Linked DNA regions of Mus musculus: regions 2, 3, 4 and 5 are each linked to region 1. The links are chromatin contacts, called in public promoter capture Hi-C maps. All regions are on one chromosome and are shown on one strand. Each heading gives the region's core, a stretch centred on a gene start, on an enhancer-like site or on the middle of the called end of the contact. The rest is flanking DNA. Distances are from core to core; before and after follow the strand shown.

Evidence for each region. Promoter capture Hi-C pulls out the DNA fragments that hold promoters and counts their contacts.
Region 2: a contact with region 1 is called in a promoter capture Hi-C map of pre-B cells, with 3 times the contacts expected there. The contact joins the promoter of Pex12 here to the promoter of C030013C21Rik in region 1. A contact is called at or near these places in 4 of 39 promoter capture datasets (the 3T3-L1 cell line, hippocampal neurons, liver and 1 more), 1 of 484 Hi-C or Micro-C datasets (B cells) and 1 of 115 datasets of contacts at active chromatin or transcription factors (astrocytes).
Region 3: a promoter capture Hi-C map of liver shows a contact between it and region 1, with 4 times the contacts expected there. The contact joins the promoter of Slfn2 here to the promoter of C030013C21Rik in region 1. A contact is called at or near these places in 2 of 39 promoter capture datasets (liver and pre-B cells) and 1 of 115 datasets of contacts at active chromatin or transcription factors (bone marrow-derived dendritic cells).
Region 4: a promoter capture Hi-C map of liver shows a contact between it and region 1, with 5 times the contacts expected there. The contact joins the promoter of Fndc8 here to the promoter of C030013C21Rik in region 1. A contact is called at or near these places in 2 of 39 promoter capture datasets (liver and pre-B cells).
Region 5: a contact with region 1 is called in a promoter capture Hi-C map of pre-B cells, with 3 times the contacts expected there. The contact joins the promoter of Zfp830 here to the promoter of C030013C21Rik in region 1. A contact is called at or near these places in 2 of 39 promoter capture datasets (the 3T3-L1 cell line and pre-B cells) and 1 of 115 datasets of contacts at active chromatin or transcription factors (astrocytes).

The regions. Positions count from the first base shown.
Region 1 is chr11:80,506,819-80,510,896 of GRCm38.p6, reverse strand. It overlaps C030013C21Rik (RIKEN cDNA C030013C21 gene), which reads left to right and starts at 1,791. Exons shown (of 3, transcript NR_126552.1): 1 at 1,791-2,341; 2 at 2,855-2,962; 3 at 3,352-3,487. The region is part of intron 21 of Myo1d (myosin ID); the gene reads left to right. It overlaps Gm31109 (a long non-coding RNA gene), which reads right to left and starts at 1,620. Exons shown (of 2, transcript XR_003949722.1): 1 at 1,536-1,620.
Region 2 is chr11:83,296,616-83,300,693 of GRCm38.p6, reverse strand. It overlaps Pex12 (peroxisomal biogenesis factor 12), which reads left to right and starts at 1,717. Exons shown (of 4, transcript NM_001364762.1): 1 at 1,717-1,982; 2 at 2,141-2,378; 3 at 2,653-3,206. The coding sequence starts at 2,253. It also overlaps a transcript of Ap2b1 not described here.
Region 3 is chr11:83,063,023-83,067,100 of GRCm38.p6, reverse strand. It overlaps Slfn2 (schlafen 2), which reads right to left and starts at 1,989. Exons shown (of 2, transcript NM_011408.1): 1 at 1,758-1,989. The coding sequence starts at 1,807. It overlaps Gm20234 (a long non-coding RNA gene), which reads left to right. Exons shown (of 2, transcript XR_388923.4): 2 at 1,045-1,360.
Region 4 is chr11:82,890,065-82,894,142 of GRCm38.p6, reverse strand. It overlaps Fndc8 (fibronectin type III domain containing 8), which reads right to left and starts at 1,998. Exons shown (of 4, transcript NM_030224.1): 1 at 1,743-1,998. The coding sequence starts at 1,948. It overlaps Rad51d (RAD51 paralog D), which reads left to right and starts at 3,519. Exons shown (of 10, transcript NM_011235.4): 1 at 3,519-3,805. The coding sequence starts at 3,724.
Region 5 is chr11:82,762,684-82,766,761 of GRCm38.p6, reverse strand. It overlaps Zfp830 (zinc finger protein 830), which reads right to left and starts at 2,417. Exons shown (of 1, transcript NM_025884.4): 1 at 1-2,417. The coding sequence starts at 2,390. The coding sequence ends at 1,299. Cct6b (chaperonin containing Tcp1, subunit 6b (zeta)) reads left to right here and starts at 2,441. Exons shown (of 14, transcript NM_009839.3): 1 at 2,441-2,671. The coding sequence starts at 2,535.

The DNA.
Region 1 (4,078 bases), core at 542-3,041:
GGACTGTGAAGCCCTAGAACAGGAATTGGGAACCATCAAGTCCTTTGCTTCCTCCCTCCTGCCTGTCTCTCCTTCTCCACTTTCCATCTCTGTGTATAGTGTGCTTCCGCATAGGGAATACCTAGGCACACTTGCAGCCAGTTTAACAGCCTAAAAACAAAACCAAACAAAAAACAGGGGGAACTTTTCTACCTCAAAATCTATGAACCCCAGGCAAAGGCTCTGATTGGCCCAGGGTATATTAAATGCCTTCCACCAAGCTTATATAAGTGAGGCTGCAGGCTAGATCCTTGAACCTGAGGAGCAAGTCCTAAGATAGGAAGCTTCCCCGGAACGAGAAGGGGTGGATCTGGTCACCTAAGAGACTGGATGGAGATAGAACAGTACAAGGAAGAGCAAGTGGAACCCCGGGGCGGACAGTCGAGCACCCGAGGGCTCTTCTGCAGCCCTTGGTTGGATGGAGACTGTGTTCACGTGCCCGTTTTAAAGCAGAAACTTGTATCTTACCCCACTTACTGTAATGGTGGGGGCTGGGAAACGACTTCAGCATGGTGCTGTGTATGAAGCCAGTGTTTCCACTGGCTTGTGTCTGGCATGGTGGAGGTTGGGTAGAGAAGGAGGTGCACCAGAGAATGTAGACACAGGTGTGAACTGCCTCGCTGCCCTAAGAGGGGCTCTGTGAGAGGCAGCTGAGAACAGCGCCACAAGGTTAATGGGAAAGTCGTCTTGATGGGCAAACTCCTTGTCAAGAATGCCTTGGGAACAGGGGTTCAGGCTTCTCAACCCACAGAAAAGAAAGTTTCAAGAGGCTGGCGACAAAGGCTCAGCTAGCCAGCCCCGCTCTTCTCTGTTTACCTGTGTGTGTATCCTTAGCCCAAATGTGCCTTCGAGCCCAGCATTTTCATACATCTCTTCTCTGAAGCCCTTTTTCTGACAGGGAATTGACAAAGGACTCAGTTTGAATATATTGAGATCAATTGAAAAAGAGGCAATTTGAAGAACAGAAAATTGGAGACTGGAAATGTAGCTCAGTTTACCGAGCATTGGCCTAGCGTGCACAAGACTGTGCGTTCCGTCCCCAGTGAAGAACATTTGATGTCAAAAAAAAAAAAAAAAAAAAAAAAAAAAAAAAGGCATAGATGGGGGAGGGAGGAATTCTTGGGGAGTCCAAGACATCATCAGTCAGCTATCTGCCGAGCCTCACTATGTGCTAGCTAAAAGGGTTTAGATTTATAAAGAAAATAGATGCCTAAAAGTAATGTTCCATACAGCCCTCGGAGTAATGCGGTTAAGGGACAAGTGAGGCTGACATGGGAGCAAGAAAAAGCTCCCAAATTAACACCTAGAAGCAGGTCTAAACGCCACCTAGATTGGAAACAGTCTATGCAGAAGCCTAAAGGCAAAAAGCTGTATGCTGTAGCTGAAGACCCTCCAGAGAAAGGCAGGCAGGAGGTGTGTGTGTGCCAAGAAGCAAAGCCATGCAAGAGAGCAGAGGAGATGGGATCTGGACCAGTTCTCCTGGATAGCGTACGCACATCAGCCTGGTACCTGTCTCATCTGATGCTGGCTCTGAAGGGGGCTCCAGGCAGGCTAGTGAGCTGCCTCATTCTCTCTGCATTCTTTTGTGACATCAGAGTTTGCAGGACAGAAGTTCTGTGGCGCTCCCTCATCTTAGAAACCCTGTGGGAGGGCCCCTGCGTCACACCTGGCGTTTATGGGTCAGAAACATTTGGAATCTCCCTTTCTAGCGGAATTCTGCACATGTCCCCCACCAGAGCAGGTGATCGGACACACAGATCTGATGTCATCCCCAGGAGAAAAGCTTGTGAGCTCACCTAAAGAAAGGGGGATCTTAGAACTCACATGCCGAGAGCTGTCAGATAATACCGGCTAGAGATCAAGCCGCGGCAGCTGCCTTCCACAGCTGCCGCCTTGCAGCTGCCTCTCAAGCAGTTAGTGGGGCTAAAAATAACCAAGAGCTAACTCGCAGCAAGCTACCAAGCCTTAGAAAGAAGTGTGGGGAAGGAGATTGCGGGTGGCAGTCTGGGCCCTCAGAGTGGATGTCAGAGGAATACCCACCCGGTGGCCCAGGCGGCATCAAAGGCCTTCAGAGTCCATGTGTCTGTGTAGATCAAACCTCCTGCTGCCACTTCACAACTGGTAGCCCAGGCTGTTGCCTACTGACTGCTTCCGGTTTCTAATCTCAGCTGTAACCCAAGTTGTGTTGATGCCTCGGGAAACAGAAGTAACGAAGTAGGAATGAACAGTTTCCTGTTTGTACCCTAAACTTGAACCGGTGGCCTGAGCAGCAAGTGTGCAGGGGCCCGGATACTCAACAGAGGTGTGTGTGTGACTCTCTTTTTAATTGTGAAACTAAACTGGGACTTTCTCACCAGCAAAGCAAAAAAAAAAAAAAAAAAAAAAAAAAAAAAAAAAAAACCCTGAGGTGACATCAAAAGGAAACACGGTCCATCAAAATCAGAAACGGGGGTGGTTATAGCGTGGGAAACTACACAGATAAATATGCTCATTTAGCATCGGAGAGAATAGATGTGCTTTCCTGAGCATATGAAGCCATTGATGCTTTTTTGTAAGAAAAACGAATTGACCCCTGGTTGTCGCAGCTCTGTGGTCATCAGCACAGCGATCACAGGGTGTGCTCGTGAGGCTGTTGTGGCTCTCCAGCCATGGTGCTGAGCGTACTCTGTCCTGGATCGTTCAGTTTGGATCTCCCCTAGATTCCCATTCATGGCCCAGGACAGAGGCAAGCAGAGGTTAGGAAATTTGCCCTGTTGATCCCGACTTGTCCAGGGCCAGAAAAGACTGCCCCCCCAGCCATTTTTCCCTCCCACAGGATGGCCCTGAAGGTCTAGTTGGTCATGAGACTGACAGGAGTGACTCCTGACAGACCTGTGGGTTTCCTGTGGACTCTTGCTGTGGCTCTCGTGTACTCCCATTAGAGGTGCTGATCTGTGCTGCCTCCCTTTCTCCTATGAGTGAATTGAGTGGGCGGGCAGATGGGTGGGTGGGTGAGTGAGTGAGTTGGGTTGGTAAGTGGGTGAGGGTGGGTAGGTGAGTTGGGTGCGTGGGTGGGTGCGTGGGTGAGTGAGTGAACTTGGGTGAGTGGATGGTTTGGCTGAATGAGTGAGTTGGGTTGGTAAGTGGGTGAGTCGGGTGGGTGGGTGAGTTGGGTGGGTAGGAGAGTGGGTGAGTCGATGAACGAGTGGGTGGGAATCTTGGGTGTGCCATACAAGTGTCACTCTGCCACTAACCACCTATGTGGTTTGAGGGCATTTTGTTGGCTTGGTTGGGTGGGTGAGTTTTTTCTCCTTTCCTGGTTTATTTTGGCAGGGTCTCCTCTGTAACATAGGCTAACCTTGAACTCCTCATCCTACCTGCCTCCATTTCCCTAGTACTGGGACCGCAGGCTTGCACCACTCCAGCCAGCTCAAGGCATAGTATCTCTGAAATAAAGCCGTTCGATTATAACCAAGGTCCCTCCTGTGCTAAGTACCTGTTTTTCCTTTCCTTCCTCCCTGGCTCTTCCTGGTCTTTCATTATGTACAGTGGGCACACAGTGCTGCTAAGTGGCTGAGGGCGCATCTCAGATAGTAAGGAGACCAGCAATCACTGGGATGTGGGCATGGAACACACAGCAATCTGGCTCTTCCACAAGGAAACCAGAAATATATTTTGGCTCTGGCACCTCCCTAGCCCTGTTCTCAACTGCCTTGTCCATCCTCACACTGCTTTTAAGTTTCATAAACTCCGCCCGCACCGAGCCATGCTGACCTTCTCCCTACTCCTCCCACCATGTCCTCCCTCTGCCCTGCATCTCCCTCAACACTCTGCTGTCTGTTTAGGAGGCAGCAGATCTCATCTGTCAAGAGTGCTGACCACGTGTACCGTAATAATGCTCATTAAGTCAGCATCCAGCATCTAAGAAGGTCTGGTTCAGTGCCCAGCACCCACATGGTGGCTCACAAACATCGGTAACTCCAGGTCCAGGGGATCTGATGCCCTCTTCTGGCCTCCACAGGTACCAGGTGTTGCTGTGGTATGCACACCTACATGCAGA
Region 2 (4,078 bases), core at 468-2,967, 2.8 Mb before region 1:
TTGTGAGCTACTCCATTTAAACGTTGCATCTGTACAAGTATGTGTCGGTACCTCAGGAGACCAGAGAGAGCACTGTATCCCTGGAGCTGGGCTTACAGTTAATTGTGAGCCTCTGAATGTGGGTGCTGAAAACTGAACTCAGGCCCTCTGCAAGAGCAACAAGTGCTCTCACCTGCCCATCATCTCTCCAGCCTTCCCACCTAGAGTTTAAGTTCCTTTTGTTTTAAAATAGCCTGCTTCTGTTCTTTGCAACTAAAAACCTTAATTGATGCAAATGTTTCATTTTCTACCTGTTTTAGCTATTTCTTAGCTGTGTGTTTTTGCTATTCACTTAAAAGCATAAACAGCTAGAGAGATGCTCAGTGGGCTGGAGAGATGGCTCAGTGGGCTGGAGAGGTGGCTCAGTGGGCTGGAGAGGTGGCTCAGTGGGCTGGAGAGATGGCTCAGTGGGCTGGAGAGGTGGCTCAGTGGGCTGGAGAGGTGGCTTGGTGGGCTGGAGAGATGGCTCAGTGGTTAACAGCACTGGTTGCTCTCGCAGAGGACCTGACTTTGGTTCCCAGCACACACATGGTCTGTAACTCCAGTTCCAGAGAATCAAACATACTTTTTTGACCTTTGCAGTTACCAGGCTGCATGTGGCACATACATATATGTGCCAGCAAATACTAGTACAACCTAAAAATCTTTTTAAAATTAAGACCCCATTGGTTAGCATGCGATATTTACCAGATGCTTTATGTAGTTCTCGGGTCCTTAAAACTCAAGGCTGAGCACGAAAGCCAACTTGAATGCTAGCCAAGGATATGTACATAAACCTTAAGACTCTTAAGCTGAAGCCGGGCGTTGGTGGCGCATGCCTTTAATCCCAGCACTCGGGAGGCAGAGGCAGGCGGATTTCTGAGTTCGAGATCAGCCTGGTCTACAGAGTGAGTTCCAGATCAGCCAAGGGCTACACAGAGAAACCCTGTCTCGAAAAAAAAAACCAAAAATCAAAAAAACTTTTAAGCTGAAACAAACATTATTTAAAACAAAAATCTTTAATACTTTTTAGAAATTCAACAATTGCACTTCTGACAGTGACTTTAGTGAAGTATGGATCATACTTTAGAACTATAAAAAAACTTCAAAATTTAAATTGAAACTAAAACCAATCCCTTTATAAGGTTCTCATTATACAAACCAATTGCCCACTTTTATACCCTAAGGTCCTCTAGAGCTGAATGCTACTATTCAGTTCGAGAATCATAACGATCCCTGCGCTGCTAATACTGCTAATACCTACTGAGCTGGAGGGCAGGAATCAATTTCATCTAGCAGAATGTGCCTAGAGCTATAACTTAATTTTACACATGGATGACAAGTTAAGCTGTCTGTAAGTAAGTAAAAAAGTAGCCGTCCTAAATTCTGGTAGGCAAGAATGAATCTTTTGTCATTTTAGTAAAACTTGCTGATAACTGACTAACACTCGGGAAGGTGGCCGACTTTGAGCTAAGCACCACCTGGCAGAAAGGACCTGGCTTGATCTCCCATGGCAACCGGCGTCAGGCAGGGACCCCAGCTCGGCACAGAGGCTCGAGTACCGCCCTCCAGGAAGCTTCGCTCAGAGCTAACCAGGAACAGAATGCACTCACTGCACTAACCCGTCGCCTCGTCGTCAGGGGGGCGGAAACGGAAGTCCCAGTTGGTCATAGAGTTCCCGAGTTCCGGCTCAGGGCTACATTCGATGCTAGAGCGCCTGTCTTCCGCCCGCCGTGTGGAGGTCCTCGGAGCTTCTGTTTCCGGGTACGGTTTCGGTCACAAAGCCGAGACCTCCTTTCGCAGGTGGCGTCACGGGTCCTCTGCTCCGTGCCCGAGGTCAGCAAGCAAGGACGGGCGCTTCTCAGGCAGCCGCCGGAGCCGGGCCTCGCAGCTCCCGGACTGCGGTTCGAGCGACACGTTTCTTGGCCCACTCCCCGCCTCCGAGTCACGCTCTGCCCTGTGAGGTGCAGCATTTGACAAGTCATTCCCCAGACCCCACGTGCCACGTCCCCAGCTCCGGAGTTAACAGTCCTTACTTTGAGACTCCCTCTCCTCCGCCTCCATATAAGCTCCCCCCACCCACCCCCGTTGATTTTTCACTCCTGTAAAATTCAATTTTTAGTTTCAGGTGCCATGCAGAAGGACTAAGACTCAGCACCCGTTTGATACAAAAACAAGTTCATGCTCACTAGAGTGTTCGTGGGAAAAGTGAATCCCAGTTCACACAAGACACAATGGCTGAGTATGGGGCTCACATCACAACTGCTTCAGTGGCGGACGACCAGCCATCCATCTTTGAGGTGGTAGCACAGGACAGTTTAATGACAGCAGTGAGACCCGCTCTTCAGCATGTGGTCAAGGTAAGGTATTACTTCTCTGAATCGTTTCAGGGACGACTGGATAAAACTCCAAACATTTTACTAGTAACCCTAAGTTTGCAATGATCGCCATGTGTCATTTGTATCCAGGACTTAATGGGCATCCATTCAAAGAGCTCTGTACTCCATTCCTATGACCTCAGGAACTCAGACTATACCCCAAAAGCCAATTACTTAAGCCAGGTGTATTGAATTTAAAAGGAAAAGGCTGATGTGAATACAAACTGAAGACTGTAATAAAATGTTTTTGCATCAGGTTCTTGCAGAATCAAATCCTGCGCACTATGGCTTCCTCTGGCGGTGGTTTGATGAAATCTTCACTCTGCTAGACTTCCTGCTCCAGCAGCATTATCTTTCTAGAACTAGTGCCTCATTTTCTGAACACTTTTATGGCTTAAAGCGGATTGTGGCAGGGAGCTCGCCGCATCTTCAGAGACCGGCCAGTGCTGGTCTTCCCAAGGAACACCTCTGGAAATCTGCCATGTTCCTTGTCCTTCTTCCCTATCTGAAAGTGAAGCTAGAGAAGCTGGCTTCTAGCTTGAGAGAAGAAGACGAATACTCTATTCACCCCCCTTCTTCTCGCTGGAAACGATTCTACAGAGCCTTTCTGGCGGCCTACCCTTTTGTTAACATGGCCTGGGAAGGCTGGTTTCTTACACAACAACTGCGTTACATCTTGGGGAAAGCTGAGCATCACTCTCCCCTGCTGAAACTGGCTGGAGTTCGGTTAGCTCGACTGACAGCTCAGGACATGCAAGCTATCAAACAGAGACTGGTTGAAGCCAGTGCAATGCAGGAGCCCGTCAGAAGGTAAGGCCATTCCTAAAACCCCTTTATTAACAAAATTTGAAAATTTGTACCAATCATCCGGTCTACCCTAGCTATTAAGTCACAGAAGTTATTCCTCACATCCATAAAGCATGGGCCACCATCCTGGTGACCTCTCTCATAATAGGCACACCTTTGTGCATGCTTGGTGTATGTAAGAGCCCCATGCGTGGTATTTGCTTTGTGTTATCTTATGCCTCATCACAACCTGAATTAAATGCAGTGGCTTCATTTAACAGTTGAGGGAACCACTAGCCAGAAGATGGCAGAGCAAAGATTCAAGGCAAAGCGATATAATTAATTCTAAAGACTTCTTACCAAGGATGCAACATTACCTTTGTGGAGTGTTAATTCTCTCACAAGTTCAACATGTATGCATCCCAGTGTTGATAAGTTACTTTTTAGGTAAACTGCTTCTTCTGGATGGATTATCTATCTTCCATTTAAAAATTCTCTAAAGTTAAGTATCTGATGCCTTTCTCAAATCAAAACCTAAGTTTCTGTTGTTAAAAACAGCTTGGGGGCCGGGCAGTGGTGGCACACACCTTTAATCCCAGCACTTGGGAGGCAGAGGCAGGCGGATTTCTGAGTTCCAGACCAGCCTGGTCTACAAAGTGAGTTCCAGGACGGCCAGGGCTACACACAGAAACCCTGTCTCGAAAAACAAAAACAAACAAACAAAGAAGTTTGGGGTACAGCAGGAGAAATGGCACCGTGGTTATGTAAATGGCATGTACTGCTCTTCCAGAGGAACAGAGATCAACCCCCAGAACCCATATGTGGCAGTTTACAACTGCCTATAACTTTAGGTCACCTGGCCCAAACGGCACCTGCATGCATTTGGTGTGTGTACA
Region 3 (4,078 bases), core at 740-3,239, 2.6 Mb before region 1:
CTGCCCGGCTCTTGTGCTGTTTAAGGCTTATTGTAAATAATGAAAGCTGTGTGGGTCTTTTAACCAGGAACTGAATGATCAAAGCAGGGTAGAAACCAAAGTAACATATTTAAAATGTCAGCAATACTCAGTCTGACCGGAATACATCCCTGTTAAGCCACCACCTTTTTTTTTTCCCTCCCTATTCAAACCCACTAACCAAAAGCAAGCTTTCAGAAGTCGTTTCAGTTCCTCCCTGTCAGAAGCTGCAGCCCGCCCCCGCCCTACTCTCCTAAGCAGTCTCTGTTCTTCCCCATTCCCACCCAGGCACGCATACAGAATCCCCTGAGCCAGGCTCTGTTCTCAGCCAGCACCACAGCTCACACCAAAGTACAAAAGAACAGTGGTCACAACATGCCCCAGCCCCGGGAAATTCAGAAATCACAGGTCTCTGTGCAGTCACATTTACAGGAGCTGTGGGGTAGCCTGGGATACAGGCCATTGCACTCGTACATCCGTGACTATGGAAAATTGTCAATTGTTTAAAATGTGCATCTTTTAGGCATGTATCTGAGACTTGTTCCTTCACAAAAAAAAAAAAAAAGGCTGGGTGATCTACAAACCCAGGCATGTAAACTCATTAACCACCCTGCAGTTTTAGGTCTGCTTTACCATTCAGACTCCCATCCGCCGCTCCCACCCCAACCCCCCAACCCCCAACCCCCCCAACCCCCAAAATGCTAGTGTCGACTAGAGAAAGTTCTCAGAGACTTTGGTCTGGAATTTAAAGTGTCTTGTTAGCTGTCCTCAGAGGGAAAGAGCATGGCATCCAGATGCAGGCACTGCAGATTGGCAGGCAAACACAGAGGCAGGAGCAGTAGTAGCTGCCTCTTGGAGGAAAAGAAGAGATGGAGAATTCTTTGCACACCTCTGAAAGTGCTTGGCAGTTGGTGGAAGAGAACATTATAAGCTTTTCAGGGCTCTAGTGCACCTATCTCGTTTCTCATCTTGAATACAGTTCCCCTTCTTCCTGTCGCTCAGACACATTTACTTATCCTCCCACAGGATCCAGTGGGGAACCCTCAAGATGCTCTGATGACCAGCAGGAGCCTGATTTCCTAGGGACTAGAGGCTGCTTATTTCTTCTCCTGCCCCTGCTAACTGTGCCAGGTGCCTGCTGTGTGTGGATAAAAGGGCCCCACACACCACAGATATCTCTCCCCCTTCCTCTCCCCTTCTCCTCCTCTGCTCTCATTTCTCTCAACCTTACCTCCTGTGTGTTTCCATGTCTCTCTCTGCCTGTCTGCCCTTTTCCCTCCTTACTGTTTCAACTCTGAGGCACCTTTCACTCTCCTCTCCCAAATAAACCTCTTACACGAGATCTGTTGCATGACATATTTTCTCAGGGATACACCATGGCACAGACCTGCCAAAAGTACCCAACGCCTGGCTTGCATTTTCATCCTCCCACCGTCTGCCTCAATAGTTCAGGCTCAGGCCAAGCAGAACCTAAGCTCTCTCCCTGGTCCTCCCCTGAACCAAGAAGACACAGGCATTTGCCCTCCCAGACAGCTCACCAGGTGCCTAATCCCTTCACAGCCGGTTTGTTAACACTTTGTTAAAATGGGCTACCAAGGCTCTAAGGAGCCAAGATGCCAGTAGAGACAGAAACTAACCATGGTCCCAGAGCAACTAGACTGTACCCAGGGTTGGAAGTGAGGGACAGAAATGACATTAGGGGTAGGACTTGAGTAGACTATATGTCTGTGGTTACTTACCTCTGAGTTCTGTGGTTGCTTTGCTCAGTTGCCTCAAGTCTAGTACCCATGTCAGCAGTCTTGGTAAAGCAGGCTAGTGTCACCTGAGAAAGACCCTCTGTCTGCAACAAGTCCTGGCCAGCAGATGTCTTCGCCGGTGGGCTTTGGCACTTGGAAGAGTTCTAACTGCAGCCCTGGTTGTGTGTTCACCTCTAAGCCCATGTGAGTTCTTTGTTCCTTGCTGCATTAAAGCATTGCACAGACTGGTGGAAGACTGGAAATCCCAGAACTGTCACCCTCCAGGAAGTGAAAGCCCTGCCTCCACTTTTCTATTGGGCAGACTGTAACACAAGCTCACAGTTGACTAGTCAGATTTCTATCTGCCTCAGGCATTCCCAAGCAGCAAAGTCCATTTGCTCAAAAGAGCAGGTGCCCTTGTTAACGCCTTTAGAGTCCCTCCAGTCCCGGGTTTAAGATGGGCACAGCAGGATCCTCTCTGCCAGCAGATTCCTTCTCTCTATGGGATTCCCAGGGCTACCCTAAAGCAGTACACCTCTTTTGCTACTTTGTTACAGTAACACCTCCCTAACCAGCCTTAAGAAACTGATTGGGGAGGGGGGGTGGGGTGGGAGAGGGGGCTTGAGGGAAGGGAAAGGGAGTTGGGGGTGGATGGGAGAGGGAGTTGGGGGAGGAAGGAAGGACCGGGGCCAGGACCAGGAAAGGGGATAACATTTGAAATGTAAATAAAGAAAATATCCAATAAAATAAATATTAAAAAAGAAAAGATAAGAAAAGAAAAGAAATAGGGCTGGAGAGATGGTTCAGTGGATAAGAGCACTGACTGCCCTTCCAGAGGTCCAGAACTCCACTGTCCCTCCAGCCTAAGGGTCCAGAACAGGGCTCTTTCTTCCCTGTGGGCTGTTTCATTGCCTGTCACCACCAGACCAGCTCTGAGGAAACTGACTCAGAGACCTTTAGAATCTCTTTCTTAATCTCTAATTTAAGAAATAAAGTACAGGAGGTTTCTGGAGTTCTCGTGGGTTGATGGAAACATGCAAAAACGTAAAGGAGAATATTTGCATCAGTAATGAAGAAGACCAAAAATGAAGAAAGACAAAATTTTCCTTCTGTACTTGTCAGGAGGTGAAAGAAGAAGTTGCTAGGGGGAGTCCAATGAGTCACCCTCCTCCAGTATCCCAAGCACAACCTCTTGCTCAGAACTGTACCCTCCCGTTCCTAAGGAATGTCACAAGACTAGCCAGAGACCAGGGCAAGCCAACAACCAGGGCTTTGAGGGACATGAGGAAGAAAAGAACAGGGGTAGGGAAAGTGGGGGAGCCAGGGAGGAGCAGCATCTGGACAGAGGCAGCTGCTGGGTGGAGAAAGTCCAGTGCCCATGCTCTGTGTGCCTGAAGTCTTCTCTTCTTTCTCTCCCCTCTTCACTCTCCTCCCTCCTCCCTCCTCCTCCTCCTCCTCCTCCTCCTCCGAGCTCCTCCTCCGAGCTCCTCCTCCGAGCTCCAGTTCAGTTCCAAAGTCAGTGAGAAGGAATTCAACTCCAAAGGTCTGGGATTAGAACTGCAGCAAACTCTGGGGACTTCTCCATCAAGGACAAAGTGCAGTGCCCAGGCTTAAGGAAGGAGGCAGCCAGGAGAGCATTTATAAGGAGACAGCTCTCCGAGTCCAGCCACCTCGGGGACAAGTTCTCCATCGGCTGGCAGGGTCCAGCTGAGTCTATGTTCCCAGGAACTAGCTCCTTTGTTGCCTTCTCATCTTGAGTTACAGGTCAAATATCCAGGGTAAGGCCTGACCACCAGGGCTTGGAGTCAAAGACCTTCAAGCCAGGTGGCCCAGATAAGGCCTAATCACCAATTTATCACCAATACTTTCTCCTGTCCTATGACTGACAACTGCCCCACCTACCAACCCCCACCCCCACCCCGCCCTGCCTAAGTCAGAGCAAAAGAGCAATGGAGACACCATTGCCCAACCCCTTGTGTCAAAATGTGATTGTACAACGCTAGGAGCCACCAACCTCCACCTCTCTCTGTGGTCTCATACTTTATAAATATGTGATGCAATTTCCCTTCAGGAACAGTCAGCTCCCGACCTCAGTGACCATCCCGTTGTTCCTGACTGGTCAGTTTTTGCTGCCTAATTGGTGATCAGAGGTCATCTCCAAGCTCAGAGTTATGAGGTAACCACATTTATAAGCCATCCAGGAATGTCTGCACTGGATGAAGAGGCAGATGGAGACGGGGAGAAGAAAGGACATATTATTTAACCAGAGATGAAGTGACAGAAATACAACTGTCAGGTTACACTGCTTCAAAAGTAAAGTTCTC
Region 4 (4,078 bases), core at 749-3,248, 2.4 Mb before region 1:
TTTGCTTTTGGTTTTGTTTTGTTTTTGTTTTTTTTTTTTCGAGACAGGGTTTCTCTGTGTAGTCCTGGCTGTCCTGGAACTCACTCTGTAGACCAGCTGGCCTCAGAACTCAGAAATCTGCCTGCCTCTGCCTCCCAAGTGCTGGGATTAAAGGCATGCACCATCACTGCCTGGTGTATGAAACCTTTTTAAAAAGAAATTATAAACTGGAGCTGAAGAGCTGGCTCAGCACTTAAGAATATCAGTTCTGTTCCAGAAGACCTGGGTTCAATTCCCAGCACCCACATCGCAGCTCACACCTGCCTGTAACTCCAGTTCTGAAGAACCCAACACCATCACACAGATATGCCTGCAGACAAAAGGCCAATGCATATGAAATAAAAATAAATTTAAAAAAATGAATTACAGGATCTGGAGAAATGGCTCAGCAGTTCAGAGCACTGACTGCTCTTCTAAAGGTCCTGAGTTCAATTCCCAGCAACCACATGGTGGCTCACAACCATCTGGAACAGGATCTGATGTTCTCTTCTGGAGTATCTGAAGACAGTGACAGTGTACTCACATACCTAAAACAAATTTTTGTTTGTTTGTTTGGTTTTTTTTTGTTCGTTTGTTTGTTTTGAGACAGGGTTTCTCTGTGTAGCCCTGGCTGTCCTGGAACTCACTCTGTAGACCAGGCTGGCCTCGAACTCAGAAATCTGCTTGCCTCTGCCTCCCAAGTGCTGGGACTAAAGGCATGTGTCACCACTGCCCAGCAAAAAAAAAAAAAAAAAAAAAAAAGCAATTATAAAAGATTTCGATGGGCGGTGGTGGCACACACCTTTAATCCCAGCACTTGGGAGACAGAGACAAGCAGATTTCTGAGTTTGAGACCATCCTGGTCTACAGAGTGAGTTCCAGGACAGCCAGGGCTACACAGAGAAACCCTGTCTCGAAAACAAACAAACAAACAAACAAAAAAAGATTTCATGTCTGGGGCTGGAGAGATGACTCAGTGGTTAAGAGCACGCACTGGCTGTTCTTGTAGAAGACAGAGTTCAATTCCCAGCATCCACATAGTAGCTCAAGACAGTGCTAACAGAACATTAGATTAAGCCCAGGGCCCACTCACGGGTCACTTCAATGAGATTGTACTATTTCCTCAGTAGTCACCCTGCACACCGTTTCCCTGGAAATCTTCCTCTAAGAAGTCTCCCTTTTTTGCACCATATCCCAAGCTATCCCAAGCCCTTGGTTTCTCAAGCTGCCCTGTGACGGCATTTACCAGGCTGTACTGTATCTCCTTTATTGTCTGATGCCCCCCACCTCTGACACCACTGGCACCAGGCGTGACATTTTTTTTGGAGGCAGGGACCATGTTTCCCACCTCTGCATCCCCCAACTTGATGCTGGGTCATATTTCTCACCAGGAAGCAGAGAGTTTTGTGGTATGAAGCAGAGAAAATTCAGACTGACTTAGCAGACCAGTGAACCTCAGCTGGAAGGCAGGTGGGGCATTAAAGTGAGAGAAATGAGGGAGAGAAGACAGGGGTAGCAGAGAGTGGCAAGCAGAATAGGAAGCACCCCCTGGCTAGTCCAGGAAGGTCAGCTAGAATGGGGAACCCACATCCTCTCAAAACTGATGTGGGGCTCAGGGCGGGTGCATGGGGAACCTCCTGATATGTTCTTCCCTGAAGGACCCACCACAGTGGGCTGCAAAGCTTCTCCAGCCTTAGAAATGAGGACCCCAAATCGTGTCTTACATGACATCGGTGTTTTCTTCCTCTGAGAAGCTGGCCAAGCTGCGTCTTGACGGGAGCAGGAGGCCTTTGGTAGCCATGGACCGGTTAATAAACTTAGGATTTGGACAGGGCTTTGGCAGTTGGTCAATCACATTGATAACATTGAGGGCTTCCTTCTTCGGTACAGCCTCCTCTCCACCCCCCACTTTACAGAATACCGTCGCCATCTGGTGTGGGTGGGGCGCAGGGTTGCCACCACCCTCCAGGACAACCAGCTGGCAGGAAGCAGAGAAAAACTGAGGCAAAGGTCTCACCCTTCATTTGGGTGAGAAGGTTTGCAGTGCTCTGACTTCACAATCATCACAGAGTGTAACAATCGGGGGGCCAGCCTCCCCTTGATAGGAAGTTTGCTGTGCAGCTGGACAGACCAAACGCCTGGGTTAGGGGTGGGCTTGAGCCAAGAAAGAAACTTGATGGCCCCTTCCAGCACACATGACCCTCTCTAGGTCACGTTTGTGGTCACAACTACTCGGTCCTCTTCTGAGGACTTCAAAAGGCTTAATTGCCTGTGCCTCTTTAGAGCTGTCCAGGAAGGGGTAGCAGGCTAGTGGCACAGAGAACACCACTTGGCCTGAGCCAACCAGACTTTGAAGAGAAGGCCTTTGCCTACTGATACTTCTAAGGCTCTCTATCCTGGGATCTAAGCAGCAAATCCCACCATAGCCAGTAACGCAGGCACAGTGAAAGCTTACTGTGGGTTGTAGCTCACAGAGTAGCTGGTTTCAGGGCCAGGATTCCAAACACCTTGAAAGATTGAGAGACAATGGTGAACATGAGGAGATATTTCTAAAAATGAGCCCTGCAGCTGGATATGGACTGGAGATTCAGTTCTGTGCTTCCTATCTGTATAAATCAAAGAATAACAATCTTACTGAGCCCAAATTCCTTCAACTACAAAATACAGGCAGAAATAGAACCTCACTCGTGGGTTTTGTAAAACTGCTTTATTTCTTCCACTAGATGTGGTTAAAAAAATCAAAATAGTATTTTATATACTCAAGCATTTCCCTACTTCCATTAAAACCTCTGGAAAATGTTGGGCTAGACAAATGGCTAAGTGGTTAAGAGCACTGACTGCTCTCCCAGAAGACCAGTACCCACATGGTGGCTCTTAACCATCTGTAACTCCAGTCCAAGGGATCTGACCCTCTCTCTGGCTGCCTTGGGTACCAGGCATGCCAGGATTGCATAGACATCCATGCAGGCAAAACATCTATATACGTAAGATAGAACTTGATAAATTTGGAAAATATAGGGACACAGGTACTCTCTGTGAACTTCGCTGGATCTCAGCTTGATCATACAATCTGTAATGATCTGAATTGATCCACTTTCATTGTCTTCCTAACAAGAATGCTACTAGAAGTCAGGGATGCTTCACTCTGTAAATATTGAGTTAGGTAGAGTGAGTGTCCCCTAGCTTTGCAAATAGAGGCTGGTATACACAAGAGACTCGTTGGAAGACTCGCTGGACACACAAAATGTGTGTGTGTGTGTGTGTGTGTGTGTGTGTGTGTGTGTGTGTGTGTGTGTGTGTGTGTGTGTGTGTGTGTGTGTGTGTGTGTCGGTGTGTGTGCTTGTGTCTCTGTGCATGTATGTAAGCTCTAGGTGTGCTTGCAGGTGGCTGGCGCGAGTCGCAAAGCCTCTGTGTTTGCCCTCATGGTCAGCAGATGGCGCTGCAGGCCTGGCCTACAAAAGACGCTCCAGTCCCGGAACCCGGAAGCGTCGGCCGGAGGGGGCGGGCCTAGGGCGCCTAGAGTCTTGCGAGTTGGGAAGGGTTAGTGTCCCTCACCTCGACTTGCATCCTCTTCCCGCCCCTTCGTCCCGCGCTGGCACGCCAGGACCTTTTCCCTAAGTAGAACTGAGGAATGCCCAGAGTGGGGGACTCGGCGAGCGCCCAAGTGACAGAGAGCCCCCAGGGCATCCTGGGTTTGTAGGGACTATGGGCATGCTCAGGGCAGGGCTGTGCCCGGGCCTCACCGAGGAGACCGTCCAGCTTCTCAGAGGCCGAAAGATAAAAACAGGTGACCTCATGGGCACTACCCCGGGGGTCGGCACCGTGGTCGTGGTACACATACGGGGCCTTTTGCTCTAACAGGATGGCCGCACTCTTCCTCTGACTTTCTGAGGAAGCTGGGTTCGCAGGAGCCGAGGCAGAGGATTTTACTGAGTGCTGGGCCCTTTGCGGGGTCGGTCCTGCATCAGGGCCTGCGTGCTCGAGATAGGTAGTAGAATAAGACCTTAATCCCGTTTGACAACAGAGCAAAAGGCAAATGTGGCAAGGCTAAGCCATTCCT
Region 5 (4,078 bases), core at 1,168-3,667, 2.3 Mb before region 1:
GCATCTCCCTCAGCCTTCCAAAAGCTGCAATGTCAGGGGTGAGGCACCACATCCAGTTTTCAAGGCTTTCAGGCCTTTTCTTCTTGGTGGTTTTCCTTATAAAACCTGAGCTAGAATGGGTTAATATATGTAAAGTGCTTAGAATCCTGACTGGCCTAGGCTTAGAACAGTATGTCTTAGCTATTATAGTAAATTGGAAGATGCTGTATATAAAACACTCATCCTCCAAAGCAAGGAAAACTTTAAAATATCAATAACTAGAATAAGGTAACTGGCATTGCCTTACTAGCAACTTACCTATCTTCCTGCCATTGAAAGAACCTGTAAACACAAGCCTGATTTACCACAAAAATAAAATTTCCAACTCAATGGGGTAATATTTCCTTCATTTGAAAACTGGCTTGGTGGTGGGAGAATACTTGCCTAGCATTCCCATAGCTCTGATCTGTTTAGCAGCACTCGGGGGCAGGGAGTACAGTAAACTACAGAGCATGTTCAAGGAAAACAAAGCCTGAAAAATATATAGATAGGTTTTACACTTAAGGCAGCTGAATCTCCAACCTGGGCAAATACTAGAATAACCTGGGAATAGTCAAGAATATTGTCATCTGGATCCCATTTAATTTATGGAATCTTTTATGGTCAAAACCTCTTTAAGATGGGGCTCAGGCACTAAAGCTTCATAGGCGATTTGACATTCCATGAACAATCAAAAGTTTCACAGGTGATACTGATGTACAACTTAGCAATCATTGATCTTGTCAAAAGAAACACTGTGCTGGAGTCTGGACATCTGTATGCTTTTGAAAAAAGAATACCCATCCACTGCTTTATGAAGAATATGTGTTTATGAGTGGCCTTCTAAAAACAACCTTCCCAAAGCGCCAACCCTTGGAGTTTAAGGCTTGAAAATATATATACATCGAGGTCATATAAACATGTGTCTTTTTTATCTGACTAATATAAGGATCAAAACAGAGTGACTTATATAAATATATACTTAGCTATGTGCAATATTTACAACTTAGATTTTACAACTGAAAAACCACATTGAACCTGTAAAGATGAAAAAGTTGGCAATTTGTGGTTATAATTTCAAAAATGTCAAAAACGGTTTTACCTCAAACATTTTATAATAAATAGCACCGCACACAGTACCATCCCCAAAGTATTACTCCTCACTGGCTTACTTTATCCCAACAATTAGGGGTATCCAAGGTCAGAGGAACCCAAGAACTTGGACACAGCACTTTTTAAGGGACAGCGGGGACTGATGGAAAGCTTGGGTCTTCAAAACCTTACAGCAAAGCCCCCTTTACCCTCCAGTCCTGAGACAGCAAATCCTGTAATTCTCCTTCGTCGTCACTGTCCACATTCTCCTCTTCCTTTTTCTGAAGTTCTTTTATGGTCAAAACCTCTTTAAGTTTGTTTTTTATTTCATCCTGGCGATTCCGCAGCTTTTCCACTCGGCGGTAACATTCTATCTGCTCATCAATCTCTCCAATCTGCCGGTCCAACCGTCCCTCCTCATCCTCTTCAGCAACGATCGCTTCAGAGATAGTGTTGACTTGCCTCATAGCCTTTTGAAACTCGTCCCACTCTTTGTCCATCTGATCCTTTGGGGCATCCACCTTCCGGACCTTTGCATCTACCTCAGGGTCGTCGAAGAACCCTTCTGGTAATGCTTCGGCGGTGTTCTCTCTTCTTTCCACCACTTTTTCATGTATTTCTGCTTTCTCAATGGACCCTGAATGAGGAACTAAGGGGGCCTTGGGAGGATTTGTATTAAACGGATCGTTTGGCAGCACATTGCTTGTTGTCTCCCTCGGAGAGGCAAGCGAGTGTTCTTTGCCCTGTGCATCCGGAAGATGCTTGCTGCTGTCCCTTCTTTCTTCTCCACCTCCCTCTTCTTCCTCCTCTTCCTCATCGTCATAATCAGGCAGTAAACCGAGTCCAGGTTTACTGGGGGCCGCCCTAGCGGCATCCAAGTTGGCGGACGAGGCTGAGGTGGAGGGCTGTACCTGAGGTCCCGCGGAGGCCTTGGCTTTCTTGGCGTCTTGGCTCTCCACATCCGTCGCTCTCCTCTTGGTGGCCTGAGGTACAGTGCCGGTCGACGGGCCCTGGGTTGCTCCTTTGGCGCCTTTCAGCTCCGCTACTCTCTCCCGGTGCTGCTTTCCCAGAACATGGGTCTGCCACAGGAGCTCGCTCTTGACCGGGGTGTTACACAGTGCGCAGCTCAGCTGCCCCAGACGGTTGTACTTGGCGAATGGAGATTCGATCCTCTTCCGGTTGGTGCTCAGGCGCTGCTTCTCCCTCATCAAGCGCCTCAGTTCTTCCTGATTCACCACTCGCTTCCCAGCCGGAGTCCGAGTAGAGGTGGAGGACGCCATGTTTGCGCCCAGGACTCAGGCGAGTCTAGCTTCCGAGGCGTGATAGCGTCACTTCCTGTTATGGCGCCGATTGGCCCACACTCAGGAGTGTGGGCGTGGCGCCAGGGTTCGGAGTCGGCAAGTTTGGGGCTGGACTGTTGAACCATGGCTGCGATCAAAATCGCTAACCCTGGCGCTGAAGTGACCCGGAGCCAAGCGGCCTTGGCTGTGAACATCTGCGCCGCCCGTGGGCTGCAGGATGTGCTGCGTCCCACCTTGGGTCCTAAGGGCGCGCTAAAAATGTGAGATGCCGCTAGAGTGTGCGGGGTGTCGCGGCTCACTCTGATTCTGATGCTGATCAGTGAAAACCTGTGAGCAATGCTGCGACATTTAGACACCCGGTTTCCTCTCTCTCACTCCTGCTCTTAGGATTCTCTAGCCGAGGAAGAGAGCGCCTCCCCGAAGAAAAGACTCCGTCAATAGAAACTGTTAGCCTTGTGCGCGCGCTCAGCAGACGTTGGGCTGCAGCTCCGCCGCAGGCAGTATTGTTTTGACGTGGTGGAGTGGTACTGGCTTTGGAGCTAGGCAGGCATAGGTTCAAATTCAAGTTCCATTATCTTCCAGCAGTTGGGACTCTCCGCACCTACAGTTCTTCATGTTTAGTCATCCATTTGGACATATGTTTATTTAGCACCATTGTTTTACGAAGAAAGAAGAGTAGGGGAGATCAAAAGGTCTCTTGGGAAAGAGACACCCTGAGAGGAATGAGCAAAGTAGCGTTTATAGTAAACGAGTCCACTTAACACTAGATGCTGGAAAAACAGATGGGATAGTTTCTGTCCTTTCCTTTAAAAACCTGATTTATATTTACGTGTGCACATCTGTCTGAGTTTATGTGCATCAGGTGTGAGCAGATGCCCCCAGAGGTCAGAGGGTGACAGATCCCTAGAACTCGAGTTATAGGCAGTTGTAAGCCATTTGATATGGGTGCTGGAGACCAAGCTCAGATCCTCTTCAAAAACAATAAGTGCTTTTTAACTGCTGAGCCATCTCTCTAGCCTTTGAGATGGTATCCTTAAAGTGACATGGCAGTGACAGGTATGTCAATTATATAGAGATGCAAATGATTTTACAGAGGAAAGGGCCCAATTACCGATGATTGAAGGAAAATCCTCTCAGATATCAGGGGATGTTTGATCAGAGTTGTAGAAGAATGAGTGACAGGAATCAAGACCTCCTAGTGGTGTAAATCCACCAGAAATAAACATTATAATGCATTAAGGGAACAGAAAGACCTACTGTGGGAATAATGGTGGATGGAACAGGAGAGTTTGGAAAAGGCCAAGTATGTTACTGATAAATTACCTGGATTTTTATCTTGAAGATGGTAGAGAATGTAACATCTTTGAAGGATTGGTGATCAGGAAACTGAATCCCATTGCCTTTTAGAAAGATGTAGCATGGAGGGTTGATTCAAATTAGGAGACAAGATGCTGTCTAAGCAGTCTAGGAAGGATAACAATTAAATTGGAGAGAGATGTCCAAAGGCATTTTAATTGTAGAATTGACTAAGCTTGGTGATTTAATAAATGCAAGGCACTAGACAACTAAATTCAGTGGCTGAATCATGACATTCACCAAGATAAAAACCTACAGAAATTTGTAGATTTGTACTCTGTTTCATACTTTTAAAAAAATATTTATTTTTA